Regions from separate parts of the Rattus norvegicus genome. Here region 2 is linked to region 1. The links are chromatin contacts, called in public Hi-C maps. All regions are on one chromosome and are shown on one strand. The core of a region is the stretch at or near the end of the contact, and the rest is flanking DNA. Distances in the headings are between cores, read along the strand shown.

Evidence for each region. A called contact is a pair of places that touch in the nucleus more often than the background predicts.
Region 2: a contact with region 1 is called in a Hi-C map of liver, with 4 times the contacts expected there. The contact joins the enhancer-like site here to the promoter of Cebpb in region 1. A contact is called at or near these places in 7 of 12 Hi-C or Micro-C datasets (Schwann cells, hepatocytes, kidney and 2 more).

What each region holds. Positions count from the first base shown.
Region 1 is chr3:176,815,212-176,819,451 of GRCr8, reverse strand. Cebpb (CCAAT/enhancer binding protein beta) reads right to left here and starts at 2,447. Exons shown (of 1, transcript NM_024125.5): 1 at 1,016-2,447. The coding sequence starts at 2,394. The coding sequence ends at 1,501.
Region 2 is chr3:176,884,603-176,888,842 of GRCr8, reverse strand. No RefSeq gene overlaps it. Among named protein-coding and RNA genes, the nearest start is that of Cebpb, 70 kb to the right of the region's middle. Within about 2 kb of position 1,987, at least 22 of the 93 cell types and tissues checked have an H3K27ac peak or open chromatin away from gene starts, as enhancers often do. A contact at or near this core is called in Schwann cells, hepatocytes and liver, where this site is marked.

The sequences.
Region 1 (4,240 bases), core at 1,198-3,697:
CACCCCTAAGCTCCGGGGCTCCTTTAGGCCTTTGGCAAACTGTTGTGACCCGTTACCCAGAATTCTTCACAGCAGGGTGCTCACAGGGACCTGAGGGCCACAAGCTATCCACATCCATAAAGCAAAGGGCACTTAGTGTCTACCTTCCATGAGGCTTGAAGGAGATGCAGGCAGGCCCAGGGCTTGCAGAATGCTGGCCCTGGGCAGGCGCTCCACACTCACAGTCAAATGCCAGGAGCCTCCCATCAAAAATAATAACAAGAACAAACGCTTATGTAACAGTTCTGGCGTGCCAGGCACGGCGGGACACAGCACATCCACTACTCCTTGGACACCCCCGTCTCTCACTAATGCGGCCCGGCTGCAGCAAAGCTGTGAGTGGTGGCCCTGCATTCAAGTCCTGGCTCAGCCACCTTGAGCACGTAAGGGAGGCCCCTAGGCCCTTCTGGGCAGAGAAGTAGTGAGAAAGGGAAAGTGGAGAAGGAACTGTCTGTCCCCTTCGCCCTCCTCTTGGCCCAGTCTCTCTTCCAGCTACACAGGGACATAGAAACCAAACAGACATGGGATGGGGTGGGGGGGGCGCTACACACCACCAAACACACAGTACTTTGAACACAGTGCTCACCTCCCTGATCCGGCTGTCTGGACTAGCCCTTCCTACATAGTCACTGCCTGCCTAGTCAACACAAGCCTGATACTCAAACCAAGCCCAGAGGGCGGCCCGTCCCAAGCAGGGTTTCTAGCAAGGTCCCCGGCACCCATGGGTGCTGAGTCACCCTGAATTCCTGACCCGGCACTCTGCCCCCTCTCCTGGGGGGAGGGGCTGGCATCCCATCTGCCAGGGGAGGAGAAAAACCCAGATGCGACACCCCCACCCACCACCACACACAACCCAAAAATAACCCGCAGCCCCCTACACACCAGAAACACAAAAAACAAAATCTCGCATAAATCCAAAGTCAGGAGGGAAGAAAAAAAATTTTTTTTCAAAAGCCAACTACTGCCCCCAAAAGGCTTTTTAAACATTCTCCAAAAAAGTTTATTAAAATGTCTTCACTTTAATGCTCGAAACGGAAAAGGTTCTCAAAATATACATACGCCTCTTTTCTCATAGAAATAGAACTTTTTTATATAATACAAAAAAATAATAAGACCAAAAAAAAAACAAAAAACAAAAAACAAAAACAAAAACATCAACAGCAACAACCCCGCAGGAACATCTTTAAGTGATTACTCAGGGCCCGGCTGACAGTTACACGTGTGTTGCGTCAGTCCCGTGTCCACACGCGCTCAGCCACGTTTGATCCGGATTGCATCAAGTCCCGAAACCCGGTGCGCGGTGCAGGTGCGTGCGCGCGGTGCCCACGGTGTCCCCTCGGTGCAGGTGCAGGTGCGCGCGGTGCACGCACGGTGCCCCGGGCGCGCGCGGGGACGGAGCGCGCGGGGCAGGGCGCACGGTGCCCAGGGTGGCCGCGGCGCCCCCACGCCACCCCCGCCGGGCTAGCAGTGACCCGCCGAGGCCAGCAGCGGCTCGGGCAGCTGCTTGAACAAGTTCCGCAGCGTGCTGAGCTCTCGCGACAGCTGCTCCACCTTCTTCTGCAGCCGCTCGTTCTCCGCCGTCAGCTCCAGCACCTTGTGCTGCGTCTCCAGGTTGCGCATCTTGGCCTTGTCGCGGCTCTTGCGCACCGCGATGTTGTTGCGCTCGCGCCGCATCTTGTACTCGTCGCTCAGCTTGTCCACCGCCTTCTTGGCCTTGGCCTTGGCGGGCGCGGCCGGCGGCCCCGCGAAGCAGGCGGCGGGCGCGGCCTTGGCGTCGGCGGGGCTCGGCGTCCCGGGCGGGCTGGACGACGACGACGTGGACAGGCTGCCGCTGCTGCCGCTCGGCGTCGCCTGGTAGCCCAGGTAGGCGCGCAGGGCGAACGGGAAGCCGGCCGCCATGGCGGGCGCGTCGTCCGCGCGCTTGCAGTCCGCGGGTTCGAAGCCCGGCTCGGCCTTGAGTGCGGCGGGAGGCGGCGGCGGGAAGCAGGCGGGCGGTGCGGCCTTGGCGCCCGCGCGGCCGAGGCTCACGTAACCGTAGTCGGACGGCTTCTTGCTCGGCTTGGCGCCGTAGTCGTCGGCGAAGAGGTCGGAAAGGAAGTCGTGGTGCGCGGGCGCGGGCGCGGCGAAGTCCGCGGCGGCGGGCGCGAGCGGCTCCAGGTAGGGGCTGAAGTCGATGGCGCGCTCGTGCTCGCCGATGGCCGGCTCGGCGGCGGGGGCGCGCGGCGCGGCGCGGGCCGCCTTGGCCCCGTAGGCCAGGCAGTCGGGCTCGTAGTAGAAGTTGGCCACTTCCATGGGTCTAAAGGCGGCGGGCGGCGGCGGGAGGCATGCTGCGTCCCAGGCCAGCAGGCGGTGCATGAACGCGGGGCCCGCGGGCTCCGCTGCGTCCCGGTCCCGTGCGCGGCTCGGACTCGGCTCGGCGGCGGCCGAGCGGGAGGTTTATAAGGCGGCGCCTGGCAACGGGCTGCGTCACGCCGGGGCCCCTCCCGCCGCCCCGCCGCCGGGTCGGTGCGCGTCATTGCCCGGCCGCGGGAGCGCGAGAGGGCGCGGCGGGGAGTGGGGAGCGGCGGGGGTCCGCGCGCGGGATACTGAGCGGTGTCCTGGGCGCCCCGCCAGCCCCGCGATCGCCACGGACGCGGGTGACGCTAGCCCGCCCCCTTCCCGCCCCTCGGGAACACTGAGGAGCGCTGCCGCCGCCCGCCCCCTGCTGGAGGACGCGGTGACTGGTCCGGCTCCTGTCCGCTCTCCCGGGCCCCCAACTTCTGGGAAACAGATCAGTCCACCCGGTGCACGACCCCAACCGTCGGATCCCGCCCGCTGTCCCCGGTCCCCAACTCCCTGGAAACAGCCTTCCACCCGGTGCATGTCCGCCCACCCAGGTGCTGCCCACGCCTCTGAGACCCCAACTCCTGGAAGCAGAACTCTCCACCCTGTGCACGCCCACCCCGGGGATGCTTACTGTCCCCGGATCCCAACCCTCAACCCTTTGTATGGCCCGCCCACCGCACCAGCCTACTCCACTCCCCACGCCTCTCCGCGAAGGTGGCAAGGGTGGGGGTTCTGCCACACTGTGTCTGTGGGTGAGTCACTTTGCTCCTCTGAGTTTCCTCCGTGGACAGTGTTGGTATTGTCGGTAGTGGTGTCCGGGTATCAGAGACAAATGGACCCCAAGAAAGACCCGCACAGCCCTCCCCGGAGGCTGCAGCTCCTCAGGTGGTTGCGGTGGGAACATGGCAGACCCAAGTCCAGTCGTAAGGACGCAACGGTCACCCGGAGAGCTGGAAAAACAAACTCTCCATGCACTTGAATGGGCACCAGGTTGGACCACCAGCCTCTCCCCGGTGAGACTCTTCCGAGAAGGCCCAGGACAACTTTGGGGGCCCACTCTTCTGCCACTCCCAGCCGGGCCACTCAAGCGGGAGCTGCCAACCTGCCTGGGGCTGACCCCCGACCCATTGACCCCAGGCCTGGCCCCGGCAAGCTGGCGGGGTGTTGCTCAACCTTCGGTGTTATCTGCTGAGCTGGGGTGACCTCCGCCCCCAAGAGCTGGAGAAATGACATCTCCCTGTGCCCTTGGGGGTGGGGGGCAGGGAGGGAAAGGATAAGACACTAGCCCTGCCTGCGGCTTTCTGGCCTTCCCAGCAGCCTCTGGGCCAGGAAGGGATCAGGGCCCAGAGAGGCGTGGTGACATCCCCAGGGCCACCCAGCCAGGCCTGGCTATAAAGTGGGACATTGGGGCTTCACTGACAGGCCTTCCCTCATCCAACACTGGTGACTGTTCTTTCTGCCTCTAGGCCACCATTCACACCATTGCCCTCCTTCCCTCAGTTTCCCCTCAGACTGGGCTCCAGAAAGGCAGTGCTCCCTATTCCCTCAACCCTGCTCCAGGAGTTCCCTGCTGGGGTCTCGGCTGAGCTTGCCTCCAGGAAGCCCTCCAAGATTTCCTGAGCCCCAAGCTCCCTAACACTCCTAACCTGAAAGCCTATTTCACTTGGCCACTCTTCCTTCTGTCCCTGCTGCCTACTCCCCATGTCAGCACCTCCAGGGAGGGGTCTGTCTGTCTGTCTGTCTATCGTATTTATTTACTGTGTGAATGTGCACCACAACTTGCATGTGAAGGTCAGAACTTCAGAGTTCACTGCCTGTCACAGGCCGCTCCTTCTATCCAATGGGTCCTGGGTATTGAACTCGGGTCCTCGGACTT
Region 2 (4,240 bases), core at 738-3,237, 70 kb before region 1:
CATCACCCCAGAGATCAGAGGCTGTGGGAGGTGACCAGGGACATGCGTGGCTATGGGCTCAGGAGTCACCCTGGTGCTCTGGAGCGGTGACTGTGGCTATGAGGAGAAAGAGCAAACAGCTGGACCGGGGGCAAGGCCAGCTCTTCCAGAAACTTCTAAGCCAGAAATGGCCAAAGAAGCCACGTAGAGGCACACACTGGCGTTGTGTTTGTTTGTTTTTAATTTGATTTGCTGGCCAGCATTTAAAAATCAGGAGTTTTCACACATGACCTCAGACTTCTGGTTCCTCTTAATACGTGGAAAAATATGGGCGGTGTGCCGGCTCAGGGTGCCGCCCCCAGAGGAGTCTGTCCCCAGCTCCCCGCCTCAAGCGTGGTGTCTCCTCTCCTGGGCCAGAGGTGTTTGCAAGGTGGCTCTCCTAGTGAGCCTCACTGTGGAGGACGCTGGCAGCAGCCCGGAGATCCAGATAACTTCCCCCAAATCGAGGTGACAGCCAGAGCCTCCCCCAGGAGCCCACCCTGTCCCCAGGAGCTGCTGACCCTGGGCCAGGCCCTGGGTCAGGGAAGGCCCCGTCCTGTTTAGGTTTTGTGGTCTCGTGAGTAACGAGTGGAAAAAAACAAGGTCGAAAAGATAACAATTACGACGAAATTAAATCAAATCAGGCCCGTGACTCATTTATGGAGCCGTAAAAACAGAAAACAAAAACAAGCTGGTTCTAGAGAAGTGAGGGAGGCCGGCAGGCAGCAGACAGAGGAGACAGAGGGAGGGCTGCAGGGCAACCACCGCTGAGGGGCTCTGTGGGGCCATGGAGACTTGGGGGACTCGACCCCTACAGCCAGGGAACCGGCCTCAGATCCGGCTGGGGACCTCAGAACCCGCAGGACTGACCTTGTCCTCCAAGTATCTCCAGCAAGAAAACTAAGACAAGGAGTATGGGGTGATGAGCCCAAGCCACCAGACAGCCATGATGGCACCTGTCATCACAGCCTGCCACAGGCTCCAGAAAGCCAGCGTCAAGACTAGGATGTCTCATAAGCAGCAAAGGACCCCAAGAGGTCAGGCCTGAGACGCAGCCCCTCTGCCCAGTGAGGATCGGTTTGTTCCCATTTGGCAGGAATGGGGTCCCTCTTATGATTTCTTAGAAAGCACCAGGAGTTGGTGGCCCTGAGCAGGAAGCCCTGAAGTTTGGCTCTCTCCTCCCAGAAGCTTTAGCCTTGGTCCTAGAGCTGCCCTCAGCCTGGATGCCCCAGAGGTCGTCCTGACCCAGAACCAGACTGGAGGGGCAGTAGGAACTGGGAGAGGCAGTGGCTGGGGAGGGTTAGCTTGGAAGAGCTGGACTCAGGGAATCCTGGGAAGGGGCTGTGGAAATCTCTCCCACCACAGGGCGCTGGGCGAGCTTCCCGGGACTCGTGAGGAGCTAAGTGCCTTCCATTCATTCCTTGATTCATTCTCCAGCTCTTATTGACAAGTTTCTTGTGCTCTGTCTTTCAAGAGTGCAGGGGACCCAACAGTGAGCAAGAAGGGCCAAAATGGAGCTGGCCCTGGGGGCACGGACATACCAGCAAAGTCACCAAGCCTGCAGCGGTGGTTAGAGTTACAGAGATACATAGAACAAGAAGGGAGTGCAGGCCAGGGTGCAGGGACTCTTTTGGGGAAAGGGCTTCCAGGCAGACAAAATAGTGCATGCAAAGGTCCTGAGGTGGACTATACCCACATTTCTGAAGAATGGCCACACTGCCTGAGGGGCAGAAGAAAAGCACCTCTCCCAGCACTCAGCAGGGAGGCTATCTTCACTGCCAGAAGAGGAACTCTGGGCTCAGAGAGGGGAAGTGACTTGCCCAGAGTCACACAGCCAGGAAATGTCAGGCTATGCAGGGGTGTGCTCATGCTGACTGGGGCCCTGTGCATATAACCAGGACACATGGTCCAGGGGTGGCTCCCAGAGACTGTGTCACCCGCCTAGGTCACAGCCGTGGGTGGTATGATTGTGCAATCCTGAGCCCTGTAGGGAACCAGGCCAGGGCAAAGGCTGGGCTAAAAGAGCCTGGCCCCACCCTAAGCTCTGCCCTGCCTTCTCTCTGTCTCCCAGGCCCTACAAGATCTAGAAGTCACCAAGTCACCAGGTGACCGAGAATCTAGAAAGCTCATTCAGACTGAGGTGTGAGTGACTGCTCACACACACCACACACACCACACACACACACACGCACACATATAACACATACATACACGCATACACACACAACACACATACACATATATAACACATGCATACACACATACACACATATACAACACATACACATACATACACACATAGGACACACACACATATAACACACACACAAATACACACAAATACACACACATACACACATACATACAGATTCACATACACACACATAGAACACATACACGCATACACACATACAACACATACACATGCATACACACATAGGACACACACACACATACAACACATACACACACAAATACACACACATACACACACATACACACATACATACAGATTCACATACATACACATAGAACACACACACACATACACACAAATACACACACATACACACATACATACAGATTCACATACACACACATAGAACACATACACACATACACATATAACATACACACACACACACACACACACACACACACACACCCTCTTCTCCATGCTCCTGGCACAGAGGCAACTTCTAGGCCTTCACTTTTTATTTGTCAAATGACGATTCACTTAGGCGGCCTCCAACAGCTGTTGTAGATTCCTGGGTCAAGAGAGAGAGAGAGAGACACAGCTTCCTGAGGTCACTCCCAGAGGCCCCGACCCGCTCTCCCCGTCTGGCTGCACAGTGCCCACCACATCCACATGGCACTCCAGACCTTTGCATCCCCATCCGCTCTCTGGGACTCCTGTGCCCTCAGAGGAAATCTTGGCTTCACAGTGGGACGCAGTAGCAGGGAACACGGGATAGAAGGGGTTAAGCAGTGGCATTGGCAGAGACCTTAGAAAGAGCAAAGCCCCCTGTGAACACACTGAAGACATGGGCTCTGACAAGGACAGAGACTGTGCAAAGGCCCTGAGGTTCATGCAGAGCAGCAAGGAGGCCATTGAAGGGTTGGTGGTGACTGGTGACCACCAAGGAGCAGGAATACTGAAGGCCAGGCCAGGTGAAAACTGTGCGGTGGGAGGCGGGGTATGTGGGACACAGACAGGTTGTGGATGAGTCTGAAAGGTCCAAACTGACAAGCCATCAGATATATGACAAGTGAGAATGGGGGCCATTAACATAGAGGGAGACCTGGAGGTTGGGGGCTACCTCAAGACCACCCTAAGCTCATAGCTCCTGCTGCTTACCCTGGTGGAGGGAAGGGCTGGATATCTGTAAAGCATAGCAGCATAGCAGCCCTCTTCTGCAAGAGCCTGGGGGCAGCTGTCCACCTCCCCCTGACCCCCAGGGGCTCACCCAGCAGCAGAAGACGTTGAGAAGGCGCGGGAGTCTTGGACAGGTCCAATGGTGCCTGCAGCACAGGGTCCCAGTTATCAAAGGTGCTATTTCCCAACACTGATGGGTCCTGGGGCCACTGAGAAAGGGCCAGCAGCTAATTAGAAGCCCCAGGCTTGCTCTCACCCCTCCCCTCCAGCCCCCCCCCGCCCCGCTCGCTTGCATGCAAACACACACGTATGCAAGCATGCGCACATACACACTCCCACGAAGCCACCCCTTCACTTAGAGGCCAAATACCCACGGTCCCTAGGGTGGGAATGTAGCAAACCTACAATTTGAACCTGGGTCTTGAAATTGGGTCTTAACCACTAAGCAGTGCTGTGCTCAGACTGTGCCTGAGGTGTGGAGGCTGAGGCAGGGTCCTGAGCTTCAGGGTCTGTGAGACTCTTTGTCGAACCCCAGAGGGGACCCCATTAACCAACCCCCAGCCCCTAACCCCCAGCCAGGTGTGAACCGACCCCAAGCTCCCAGCACAGACCCCAGCCAGGTCTGTACCTGGTCCCTTGTGCATCAGGACAATCACTCAGGAAGGGAAACTGAGACTGCGCTGGGGATAAGCGGAGACCAAGGGGACCCAGAGGGATCAGAGCCTAACTCCCCACTGTCTTCCAGCCCCCCTCTTCTGGAGAAACTGGATACCCGAGCCCCCAGCCCCTAACAGACCATGGTCACCACTAAGCCCCCTCTCTGTAAATGAACGCAGTGTGTCTCTC